Linked DNA regions of Mus musculus: region 1 is linked to region 2. Evidence: chromatin contacts called from public promoter capture Hi-C data. All regions are on one chromosome and are shown on one strand. Each heading gives the region's core, a stretch centred on a gene start, on an enhancer-like site or on the middle of the called end of the contact. The rest is flanking DNA. Distances are from core to core; before and after follow the strand shown.

Evidence for each region. Promoter capture Hi-C pulls out the DNA fragments that hold promoters and counts their contacts.
Region 1: a contact with region 2 is called in a promoter capture Hi-C map of hippocampal neurons, with 3 times the contacts expected there. The contact joins the enhancer-like site here to the promoter of Slc38a9 in region 2. A contact is called at or near these places in 4 of 39 promoter capture datasets (the 3T3-L1 cell line, 3T3-L1-derived adipocytes, hippocampal neurons and 1 more), 18 of 484 Hi-C or Micro-C datasets (B cells, the C2C12 cell line, the G1E-ER4 cell line and 10 more) and 1 of 115 datasets of contacts at active chromatin or transcription factors (astrocytes).

Annotation. Positions count from the first base shown.
Region 1 is chr13:113,266,772-113,272,622 of GRCm38.p6, forward strand. No RefSeq gene overlaps it. Among named protein-coding and RNA genes, the nearest start is that of Cspg4b, 23 kb to the right of the region's middle. Within about 2 kb of position 3,225, at least 33 of the 459 cell types and tissues checked have an H3K27ac peak or open chromatin away from gene starts, as enhancers often do. A contact at or near this core is called in cerebral cortex, cortical neurons, embryonic fibroblasts and 1 more, where this site is marked.
Region 2 is chr13:112,658,249-112,663,842 of GRCm38.p6, forward strand. It overlaps Slc38a9 (solute carrier family 38, member 9), which reads left to right and starts at 2,518. Exons shown (of 15, transcript NM_178746.4): 1 at 2,518-2,624.

The DNA.
Region 1 (5,851 bases), core at 1,975-4,474, 610 kb after region 2:
AATAACTCTTGCAAAGACAATACTCAGCTGCACTATTCACGTTGTCCACTAGAGGGCGGGCCTACTCAGTATTCCCCATCTGGAATCCCAGAAGTAGATAGAGTTCACTGTCTATACAGAGTATCAGGGTTCCTGCAGGAAAAAATATCCTAATATCTCCGACCAGATATCATTCTTGTGACATGAAATCTCTATCTTGCACAGTGCAGAGTATTTATCAATATTTTTGACCACGAAAAGCCAGCAGACATGACAGTAAATAATCTCCAATTGCTAATTATATTCTGGGGAGGAAAAATTACCCTTAACCGACAATCATTTGCATATTGTATTTCAGACTTGTGTATTAGTTATTCGCTGTTATAAGGCTCAAACATCTCTTTTCTCAAGACTCTTGTTTAGCCAAGAGCCAATGAGCAAAGCTGTAAAAAGACACAAGTCTCCACAATTTCCCAGATACAGGGGGTCTGATTAGGGCTGTCATATATGATATGGGGTTACATCCTGTTGGCACTCACTATGTGCTCTCTGTGTCTTTCAGAGTCTTCCTCCAAGAGTTCAGACCACAGGAAGCAAGGTGTTTTGTAAATTGACTTTACACTAGGGGTTGTGGTCATTTGGAATTTGACATCAACCACTGTGTTGATGGATGTGTGCATTTAAAATGAGGAACTGGCCTGGAAGAGAATATTGTGTAAGAAAGTGAGTCTGTAGTGTAAGAACTGCAGGGCCCGCAGAATCTGAAGACAGAGCTACTAATAGTATTTATCCCAGAGAGCCACTAAGTGAATTAAACACTGTACACGTGTCTGGAGAAACGTGCATACTTTTGAAAGTCTCCCACCCACAACACACACACACACACACACACACACACACACACACACACACACACACACTGTTTCTCAGTGTAGCTCTGGTTGCCCTGGAGCTTGTTCTATGGGGCCAGCCTCTCCTGGAACACAGAGATCCACTGATGGCAGATGGAATTAGAGGTGTGTGCCACCAGGGTCTGGCCCAGCATTGAAATGTCTTTTGTTGTGAGGGAGTTTGGCAGTTTGGAGACAAAGTTGCAAGGTCGACTTCCAATTAGTCTCCATTGAAAGGAAGATGGGTGCTAACCATGAGTGAACAATATCATGGTTTGTTTCTATTTTAGCAACAGTCAGTGCCATGTTGTCTGTGTGTCAAATTGATTAAAGATGTTTATATAACAGAGATTACGGTAGTATGTGTTACCACAGAAACAGAAGGAAAAAGTGAAAGCAGCTAGGTGTGTACCTCGAGTCCCCCCACTGCGGATCAAAATAAGCTCAACAAAAGCATCAGCTCACGGACCTTAAATACACACCATAAAGTATACCCACACCACAACCCGTAGACACTTCATGACTACCATGTATAACATTATTTCAGTATTCATTCTAGTAGTGATGCATACCTCATTAATTCATGGACATATAACTGACTACGTTGGATTCTAAATGGCAATCTAAATCTCCATGGATAATTCCTTGTCTCTAATCTTTAATCATTATTAACAACACTTCAATCTATTCAAGGCAATCTACTTAAAAAAAAAAAAAAAACGTAGGTTACAGCAGTCAGAAAAAAATAAAACTAAAAGCCACCCAGAAACAGTCAGAAACCCATGATCAGCACTGCCTGTCCTTATGTTTAACACTGTGCTGGCTTTATTCAAAACACAGTTGCACAAGGGTATCAGCTCCAGGGTCTTTAAGGACTTCACACACTATATACACATATCTTGCGCGTGCCCTGACTCGCCAGCAAGAACGACGCTGCAACAGGATCCTTCTGTACACGTTTATTGGGAGAGCTTGATTGCAGAGGCGAAGAGACCCTAAGCCCAGAACTGGTGCTGCTTATATAGGCCTAGGAGAGGCGTGTCTCACACCTGGATTGGTTATGCATGGGTTGTGCTTACCACCTCATTTGCATGCCTACATCTGATTGGTTAACTTGTCTCTCATCTGATTGGTTAACTTGTTTCTCATCTGATTGGTTAATTTTGGTTAATTCTCAAAACCTCATCTTGGCAAAAAAACTTTACTGCCTATGTATGTGTGGTGGCCAGCGGTAGCCAGCACCACCCTGCAATGGCACATGTGGCTTCCCACACACACATAGTACGAAGAGTGCTTAAACAGGACCTGGAACTTCTACAGAATAGAAAACCCACCCTTGCTTATTTGCATAAAATGCCGCCCACAAAGTTAAATATGTCTTAGTGGTTATCTGGAGGCTTTATAGTAAAATCCTCACTAGTGTAAATCCTGCATCAGACACAGAGACAAGATAGAGGACTGACCCAGGGCAGGATTTTTTAAAATTTAGTTTTAAAACTTGCATTAATGGGCGGGGGTGCACGCCATAGCATGCAGGGGATGGCGAGGACTACTTGTGGGGTCAGCACTCTCCTCCCACAGTGTGGGCCCTGCAGATCAAGTCTGGATCATTGGGCTTTGCAAAAAGTGCTTTTAACCACCAAGTAGTCTCACCATCCCAGAGGTGAGATGTTTGTTTGTTTGTTTTTAGAGCAGACAAAGTAAGTCCAAATCTCCCAGGCCAGTGTTCCACGTCGCACACTTGGCAGGTCTCTGTGCTTCTCATAGCATAGAGAAAGTAGAGGCTTCTGAGCTCCGGGCCCTGTACCTGGAGTAGTGAACAGACTCTGGTTAAGTGCACCTCTGCTTTTTTCTTAGCAAATCCCTCCCTGCGTTTGGATGTTGTCCAACTCTCTCCTCCCTCTTCCTTTCCCCCTCTCTCCCCCTCTCTCCTCCTCCCTCACTTTTTTCCCAGACAAGTCCGAATTCTAGAACTCCCTTCCCTAATCTTAAGATCTTTTTACCCTACAAGAGATACTTGTCAAATCCCAACTCTTTGGCGCGGTCCTTACACCTGGTCTTTCTTCCTCTTAGCAAGCCGTCTGTCCATTCTGGGCATGACAATGACATTTCAGTCTCTGGACGAGGTAAGGATGCTTCTCCCATCTAGGGTGGTTCTATCCTTCAAATGGCATTATCAGCCTTCCTCTATCTCTTGTTCCACCTTTCACGAAACCTTTCAGCATCTCTGAGCACTCATAATAGACCTCTTCATGTAACTGTATCCAATACATCTCATTCTCTCTCCATCAGGACTACCTCGGGGTTAGGAACGCAGCTGCGCTCTACTTCCTGCAGGTGGCACCAGAGACACGTGGATCACAAGCAGGCGGGAGAGGGTTGTGGAAAAGCCAGCAGGCCTCAGAAATGTCTGAGGGAGCACAAACTCTGGTAGCTGGGGCTGGGGCTGGGGCTGGGGCTGGGGCTGGGGCTGGGGCTGGGGCTGGGGCTGGGGCTGGGGCTGGGGCTGGAGTAGGGCAGGCAGGGGTCCGGCAGGGCATGACTGAGAGGTGTTCTCCCTGGGACTCTCCTCTCACCCAATTGCAGGGAGAAAGTAGGACTTAGTCATATATGTGGGTTGAAGAAGGGGAAAGCAAAACAGGGATAAATGGGTCTTTGGAAAGCTCAGCTCAACAATTTCCTCTCTTCTCTGCATTTCTGAGAGATCCCCAAATGTCTCGTGTGGCTTCTTACGTTTCTTTATCCAGAAGGCAGCTTTGTGTTAGCATGCATATTCAGCAGAATTGCTGCTTTCCCTAACGAGGCCTGGGGCCTGTTGGTATTGTGTCTGAACCCCGGGCTCTTCAGCAGGGGAGGGTGCTGGAGACAATGTCTAGTTGTCCTATCACCGAGAAGTTCACGTATTGAATGCCATAAGCTACACAGGAGTGTTGTGACTCAGCGCCGGGCTTCTGTGTGGGACCTCCATGCAAATCTCACGAGTGGGTCTGTGGGAAACAGCCCACCATTCAGACCAGCTATGTGGATTTTCACCACATATGGTATACAGGTCCACATTCCAGCCAGTGGCCTGGAAGATACTCAATTCCGAGACAATATAGACGGAAGATAGGGTGTCTGACCCTTAGAATTTATCAAAATGGGACGATTAGGACAATCCCCATCTTGGCTATGAAGAGAGTCATCTTTGTGTGCTCTGGGCTACTGCAAGGGCTCTGTAAAAGTTTAGGTACAATGAATGGCCCAGTGATTCAAGTCATTGTGGAATGTCAGACCTGGGAGGGACTCTGAGGACTACCTCCTTTTATGAACTAAGGCCTTGGGAATGCCAGAGGTGGTTTGACCTCTATAATGCCATAAAGCCATATGATAGCAACATTTTCTGCATTCCTTCAGTGGGGAGCTATTTCCTGGTGGCGGCACAAGAAGAAGCGATAATCAGGTGAGATATGAAGGCTTCTGCAGCCAAATTCCTCAAGTGTATAACATACCATGAGCTTTCAGTGTTCAGTCTCTCTGTCTCTGTCTCTCTGTCTCTGTCTCTCTGTCTCTGTGTCTCTGACTCTCTCTGTCTCTCTCTCTGTCTGTCTCTCTCTCTGTCTGTCTGTCTGTCTGTCTGTCTGTCTCTCTCCATATGATTTCTGACCTCCTTCTCCTCCTTTGTCCCTACATGCTGCTTTTTCTGAGGAAACTTAAAGCCCGTGACCGTGTCCCCTGGGTAAGTTGAAACCGAAACTGAAGTTCTTAGTGCTGGTAAATGACACATCACCGATATGAACTCTGGATTCTAAACATGGTGAAAGAAGAGACTAGTGATTCTTAACGAAAGGACTGTCGTGTAGGAGGTGAAACACAGTGACGGACGGACACTTGCTACCCTTGCAGAAGACCTGAGCTTGGTTCCCAACACCCATGTTGGATAGATCATAACTACCTGTAGCTCCAGATCTGATAGCCTCATCTGACCTTTGTGGCTACTTGCACACACACACACACACACACACACACACACACACACACACACACTAAAATAAATCTTAAAACAAATCAAAACAAAAAGACTGTCCTATAGCCAAAAGTGGCTGAAATAATAATTTGATGTATTTTCATTTTCGCTTCATGAGCAGCCAACCAAGCGGGTCGTCGTCTTTGCATCTGTGAATCTCTCTCCTGATCGAGGTTTACACCTCTTAGTTTATAAAAGCTGAGGGGGTTCTGTCTATGTTCTTTCTCCTTGAATCCCTTGGAGAGCCAAGGAACAAAGCCAGAGCAGAAGCAGAGGGACCAAAACAGATTTCTCTTCAAATCAAAAGAGATTACCATGAAGTAGGGATAATGTCTAAGAATGACAGGACAGAAAACATCATGACCATTACCACCACCACCACCATCATCATCACCACCACCACCACCATCACCATCATCATAAAAGGTGTTGTGAAACATAATTAAAGCTGACCCCGAGGAAGGTGACAGGGACCTTACTGCTAGACTAAAATGGGCCTAGCCAAGGGTGAAAGACCCGCCTATGGGCTGAGCTCAGGTTCACAAATGCTTCAGCCTCAATCAGAGAGAATCCACTCCTGTCTGTGTGGTGCGGTAATATTTTTAAATATGTAAATTTCTAGATCTTTCCACACTTGGGTACTCCATTCTCTTCTTGGTAGTTTTAATGTCTTTGAAAAGTATAACTTTTTACTTTTTAATATATGTGTGTTCATGTGCTTCTGTGTGTGTGTGTGTGTGTGTGTGTGTGTGTGTGTTCATGTATATGTGTATGGGCAGGTGAGAGCACACACGTGAAAATGTACATGGAAGCCAAGGGGCAAACCTGAGTGTCATCTTTATAAATGACATCCACTATCAGATTTAGGATTGGTAAAAATCCTTTCCCAATCTGTTGGTGGCCTTTTTGTCTTTTTTTTTTTTTTTTCCATTTTTTATTAGGTATTTAGCTCATTTACATTTCCAATGCTATACCA
Region 2 (5,594 bases), core at 1,268-3,767:
TGAGACTTGGTTCTTTATTATTTGTTTTTTTTTTTTTATGAGTAATGGAAACATAGAGGTTCCCCATACTTTCTACATCTGTATATAGCTAAACTTTCCACAAAAACAGATGAAAAAACTAGGCCCGGTGATTCAGGTTCTACTACTACTGCTACTACTACTGCTGCTGCTGCTGCTGCTACTACTAGCATTTAGGTGGCAAAAGGGTCATAAGTTCAAGGCCATCCTGGGTCACAGGGCAAGTTCTGGGTCAATGTGGGATACAGAGACTGTAATTAAAAATATAAAAATAAATAAAAATAAAAACCAAACAGTCATGAAAAACTGTACTCTCCTCCCTGGCTTTTCCTGGCTGTTCTCGTCTACTGCTCCGAGCAAATCATTCTGAATCTTCCCTTTAGAGGCCTCCTTCTCTGCTTGACCATTACATGTTCCTGGGTATTGTGTGTAGGGCATTTTCTTTATTGCTGATTGATGTAGGTGGGCCCAGCCCATTGTGGGTGGTACCATCCCTGGGCTGGTGGTACTGGGTTATGTAAGAAAACAGGCTACACAAGTCATGGGGAGCAGCCCAGTCAGCAGTACATGATGGCCTCTACACCAGCTCCTGCCTCCAGGTTCCTGCCCTGTTTGAGTTCCTGTTCTGACTTCCTTTGCTGATGAAAACTGATATAGCCAAATAAACCCTTTCCTCTCCGACTTGCTTTTTTTTTTTTCAGCAATGGAAACTCAAGCTAAGTGTGTCTTAGAATTTGTTCTCAATTGTTGATCTATCTGTATCTTGAGAAATTTTTAAATCTTATTCTATAGTACATGAATGTATTATTAAGGATTTCTTAGTGGGAAACCTGGCACAGTACTAGTCTGTTTATTTCTTGCTTGAACTGAGACCTTGTGCCTGTAGCTATGACTATGTGTTCAAATATTTGGACAAGCACTGCCCTGTGAGCCAAGAAACCATGAAACCAAGGTTTTGCCCATAAAACCAAGGTAAAACCTTGTAGGAAACCTTCAAGAACACTAGGCAGTTACAATTTCTTGAGAAGGTCTCTTCTCCCTCTGGTGCCAGTGACCTTCGTCAAGAATGTAGACTGCCATCTTTAAGGTCACCACTACCTGAAAGTGGGAGTTGGCCAGAGCTGCCTTATCAAATTCAGCAATTTTGTTACTGTGGTTTTAAGTATCTCTCCAGCAGTTGTAAGGTGCTTATTTATTTTGCTCTTTCCAATCTTGACTAAAACTGTTTTCTCAGACTGGAATTCAGGAAAAAAAGAAAAAAGAAAGGAAAAAGAAAATTTTCCTATTACAGAGACTTACAAAAATCATGTATCATTCATTTTCAAATGCAGATGCAGATGTACAGCCAGATGCAGTTGTAAGCCTTTTGGAACAAGAACACTGTCAACAAAATAACTTGTATCTCCCTAAAAGGCACCATTCACTACTACTTGCAATTTTAAGCCCTCAGTATCAGAGCGGATATTTAGAAGAGTTTGAGAGCAGAGTTTGGAAGACCTTGGTTTGAATTCCAGATATTTTGCCACTTGAAAGTCTGTCTAGCCTTGCCATGTCACAACTTTTCTAAGACTGTTTCATTATCGGTAAAAATAGGTAAAACATGAAGTTTCCAAAGACTTTACAAAATGATAAATGTAAAATTCTTGGAATTCATTACTATTTGATAAGTTTAGGTCTTGGGGTCTTGATCACATTACAGCACATTGCTTTTGAATGTTAGCTTTCTTTATAGAGCCCTGGTTTTAAGACATGCCATATCAGTCTTAGGGATCTTACCATGAGATGACTTCATTACCAACATACATTGACTTTAGGTGGGGTGGGGAGGGGAGGGACAGGGGGAGGGCCAGGGGGAGAGAGAGACCCAGACCTGGCACTGGTGACACTCGCCTTTAATATCAGCACTCAGGAGGCAGAGGCAGAAGCAGGCAGATCTTTTGAGTTTGAAGCTAGCCTGGTCTACAGAGTGAGTTCCAGGACAGACAGGGACACACAGAGAAACTGTCTCGAATAACAAAACAAAAAACAAACCAAAACAAACACAAAACAAACAAGAAGACCACAGGAGAAAAATCAATGCTCATTAACAACTCCCCCATTCCACCCCAATCCAGCTTCCCTCGGGATCCAAGGGCGTGACCTAAGAACATAACACGAGCCAGGAAAGCCTGAGAAAAACGTCACCAGGGACGTCAGGCACATCATCTTGTTCTCACGTGGCCTGTGATGCTGTAAAGCACCTAAAGAGATCTCTTCTTTTTCTCTCTTCCTAGGTAGTTCGGGAGGAGAAGACAACCCAGCCGGTCAGATGTTCGAGCACCTGCTCAGCGACCCCGCCTCCGGAGCTGGAGGGCGGGGTTCTTTGATAGGCTGGCCGGCTGCTGCAGAGCCCTCTGGGAGTTGTAGTTTCAGATGGCGGCGCTTTCACAGAAGCGGTGGACTGTGTTTTCCTAGGACTCCATCCCCCGCCATCCCCCGCGGCCTAAGCCGTTGCCTCTTCCTGTTTAGAGGACTATTCTCTCTAAGCCGCTGCCAACTGAGAGGTCTGTGAAAGGGTCTTCGCCTCCTGCTCTGGTTTTCCGACGTAGAGGGATTGGCCTGCTGAGGTAGACACGTTCTCGCTCCTGGCAAACTCACCCTGGGACAGTCCAAGAGGGAGCCCAGGCGAGGAAGGAAGGGCTGAGTTTGCAGCCATCGGGCTGTCAGCACGGAGGGGTCTTTGGGATGCCGGGAGAGCCAAGCCCCGGGCTAGGGACACTGCTCCAGAGTGGCGCAGGTCCCTCGAATGGGTCAAGTACGGGGAGTCCGCGGGAGCTGAGAAAGTCTGGGTCTGCTGGGAAAAGGCAGGAAGGGTTACAGCAGATGAACACCCGAAGCCGGGGTGAGAGGACTGTTGGGATTATTGCAGGGATAGAGAAAGATCTAGAGAGGAGAATTGGGAGCGGAAGCCCCTGCTGTGCCTACCACACTGGTGTTTGACTCTGACTCACTTGTGCTGGGACAGGTGCTGGAAGATGCAACCCAGGGCTGGGCAATGAAGTCGCTCTACCACCAAGCTACTTCCCCAGCCCATGAGTGACTGACTGCTCTAATTGTGGGTGGCAATGCTGTGTTGGCTGTCTTGAAATACTGGAGTTGTGAGGCAGCTAGTCAAACGTTTTCTCCTCGGTTTACAAATCAGGATGTCTTAAAAATTGAAGACATCTGCTTATCCATCAGTCAGTTATTAGCCAACTTGCCCAAAACCTAATTGTAAGGATCCCCTGGCAGTGCCTCATTTATTGTTGAGGTCACTCTCTGTTTTCCTATTCCATGCCTTCAAATATAACAAAGAAGTGGCATGTGGAGTACCAGACAAAAGTTTTTGTTTGTTCGCTATTTATTTGGGGTTTTGTTATTTGTTTTCAACAGAACTTTTCAGTAGATCAAAAGAAACTTGTAAATTAAAGAGAAACCTGTATGCCTTGTAAACAACTACAATCAGATAGACATGGGGCAAGCCTGTAAGCCCAGGACTTAGGTGAGCCAGGGGAACGGATGGTCTCCAGTTTAAATAGTGAGACTTAAAATCTGAAACCCAGGGCTAGAAAAATGGCTGGTCTCTAAAGTGCTGACCTTGCAAGCATGAAGACCCAGCGTGTATATGGGTCATTGCACCTTTGTAAAAAAAAAAAAAAAAAAAAACAGGTGTTATGGTGCACATAGTGATGTCCAACACTAGTGATATAGGAAAAAGGAAAAAAATTATAAGAGGTTAAAAATTTTTAGCAGGCCTGTGTTTTTATAATACATTTAAACTTTAGTGCTTTGCTAGTAGTTTTTGGTTTGTTTATTTGTTTGTTTGTTTTAATCTAAAACTCAACTTCAGAAAATCTAGTGTTGCTCATCTAGGAAAAGGAGAAGTTCTTTGTTGTCATAGTATTGCTTTGGTGCTTTCTAGACTACGTTGTGTCCATCACTGCCAGATTTTAACATTCTTTGAAGCATTAGTTAAGCAGAGTAGAAAAATGCGCCTCCCCCTCCTCCGCCCTGTAACATCAGAATTGTAGAATTATGGCTATTAGCTATTAACACACCGGTAAAGTCTTCATAAAGAAGGAATATATGTGTGTTAGTAGACCCTAGTGGACTTATAGAGAAAAGAGATACACGTGTAATAACTGCATCTACCAGGCTGCTGTTTTTGAATGACACAATTCCCTTTTTTTTAATACTACAGAGGTAGATAAACTCTTACCAAAATATCGCCTGCTGATGTCTGTTTTCCTTTTAAAAAGTGTTATTAGAATACAACCATGTATACTCATTTCCATACTATCTGTCATACTAAAAGGCAGAGCTGAATAATTCCAGATGCCCAGTGGCTTAAACAATTTCTTTCTGCCCCATTATAGAAAAAGTCTCTCTATGCCTAATAAACAATATAACGTATCTTAAATTTTATCATATATGTAAATGTATTAGATAATAACTAATATCAGCCTTTGAGAAAGAACATAAACTCCTTGGATGTTTATGTCCATAGAAATATTTATCTTACCACAACCTAGTGTGTTCTGCAAATTGATGCTAGCATCTTAGCATAGGTACTATAGATTCAGTTATGGATAATTATAGGGAGGGTGTTAGAACACCTAGGCCCTTCAGGTCATAACTAGAGAACACTTCAGGCAAGCAAGTCCCATCTCTGACCATGCTACCACCAAGCACAGCAAGCCCCAGCTCCTCGCTGCCTGGGGTTGGAGTCAACTTATAGTCACACATTAATCAGCCATCCTTTCCTTTCTAGTATCTCTGTGACTTTTAGCATACCTATGCAGGTCATAGATTAACTTAGAGCCCCATCCTCTTTAGAGACCTGTAGGAGTGGGGATGTACCAGGTGAGGCTTTATTGGAAGCCATTCTTACTATGTTGCAATTAGATGCATGAAGAGTCGAAAGGGCAACATTGTCTTGGGTATGTTCTTAGGTGGTGGTAGGGACTTTGTGGGAGCCAGATGGAGCCTCCTGCCGCCAAAGTTGTTGCTTTTCCAGGGCTCTGTCCTTATCTCCTTGGCTTGGCTATCTCGTACCCAGCCAGAACCCCTTTTATTTCCTATCCCCATTGTTCTCAAGGTCACCATTTCAATCCTGACATTCATTTTAACTCACATTTGTTTTTACCCCAGTATCACACAAATTCTATAAGCCATCAACTTCCTTTTGAGACCTGTCTTATTATTTTTTCATGCTATTCTCATAAAATACTTGAGATGAAGTAATTTATTTATAAACAGGTTTATATCTGACAGTTCTGAAGACTGGGGAGTCCAAGGTCAGGGCGCAGTTATTTTGGATGCTTGGTAAGGACCTGCCAGGGTGACTCCTTCTTGCTAAGTTCTCACAAAGTAAAAGGGACGGAAGGGCAAAGTGGGGCTGCCAGCTCAACCCCTGCACCCCTACTAATCACACTGGTGACTTAAGCATCTCCTAAAGGCCACTTAGGACTATAACACTGAGTTGTCTCTCCAGCCTTGATAATTACCTTCAACACTGAAGCCTTGGAGGTAAGCATAGCAGTATCCCTGTACTAAAA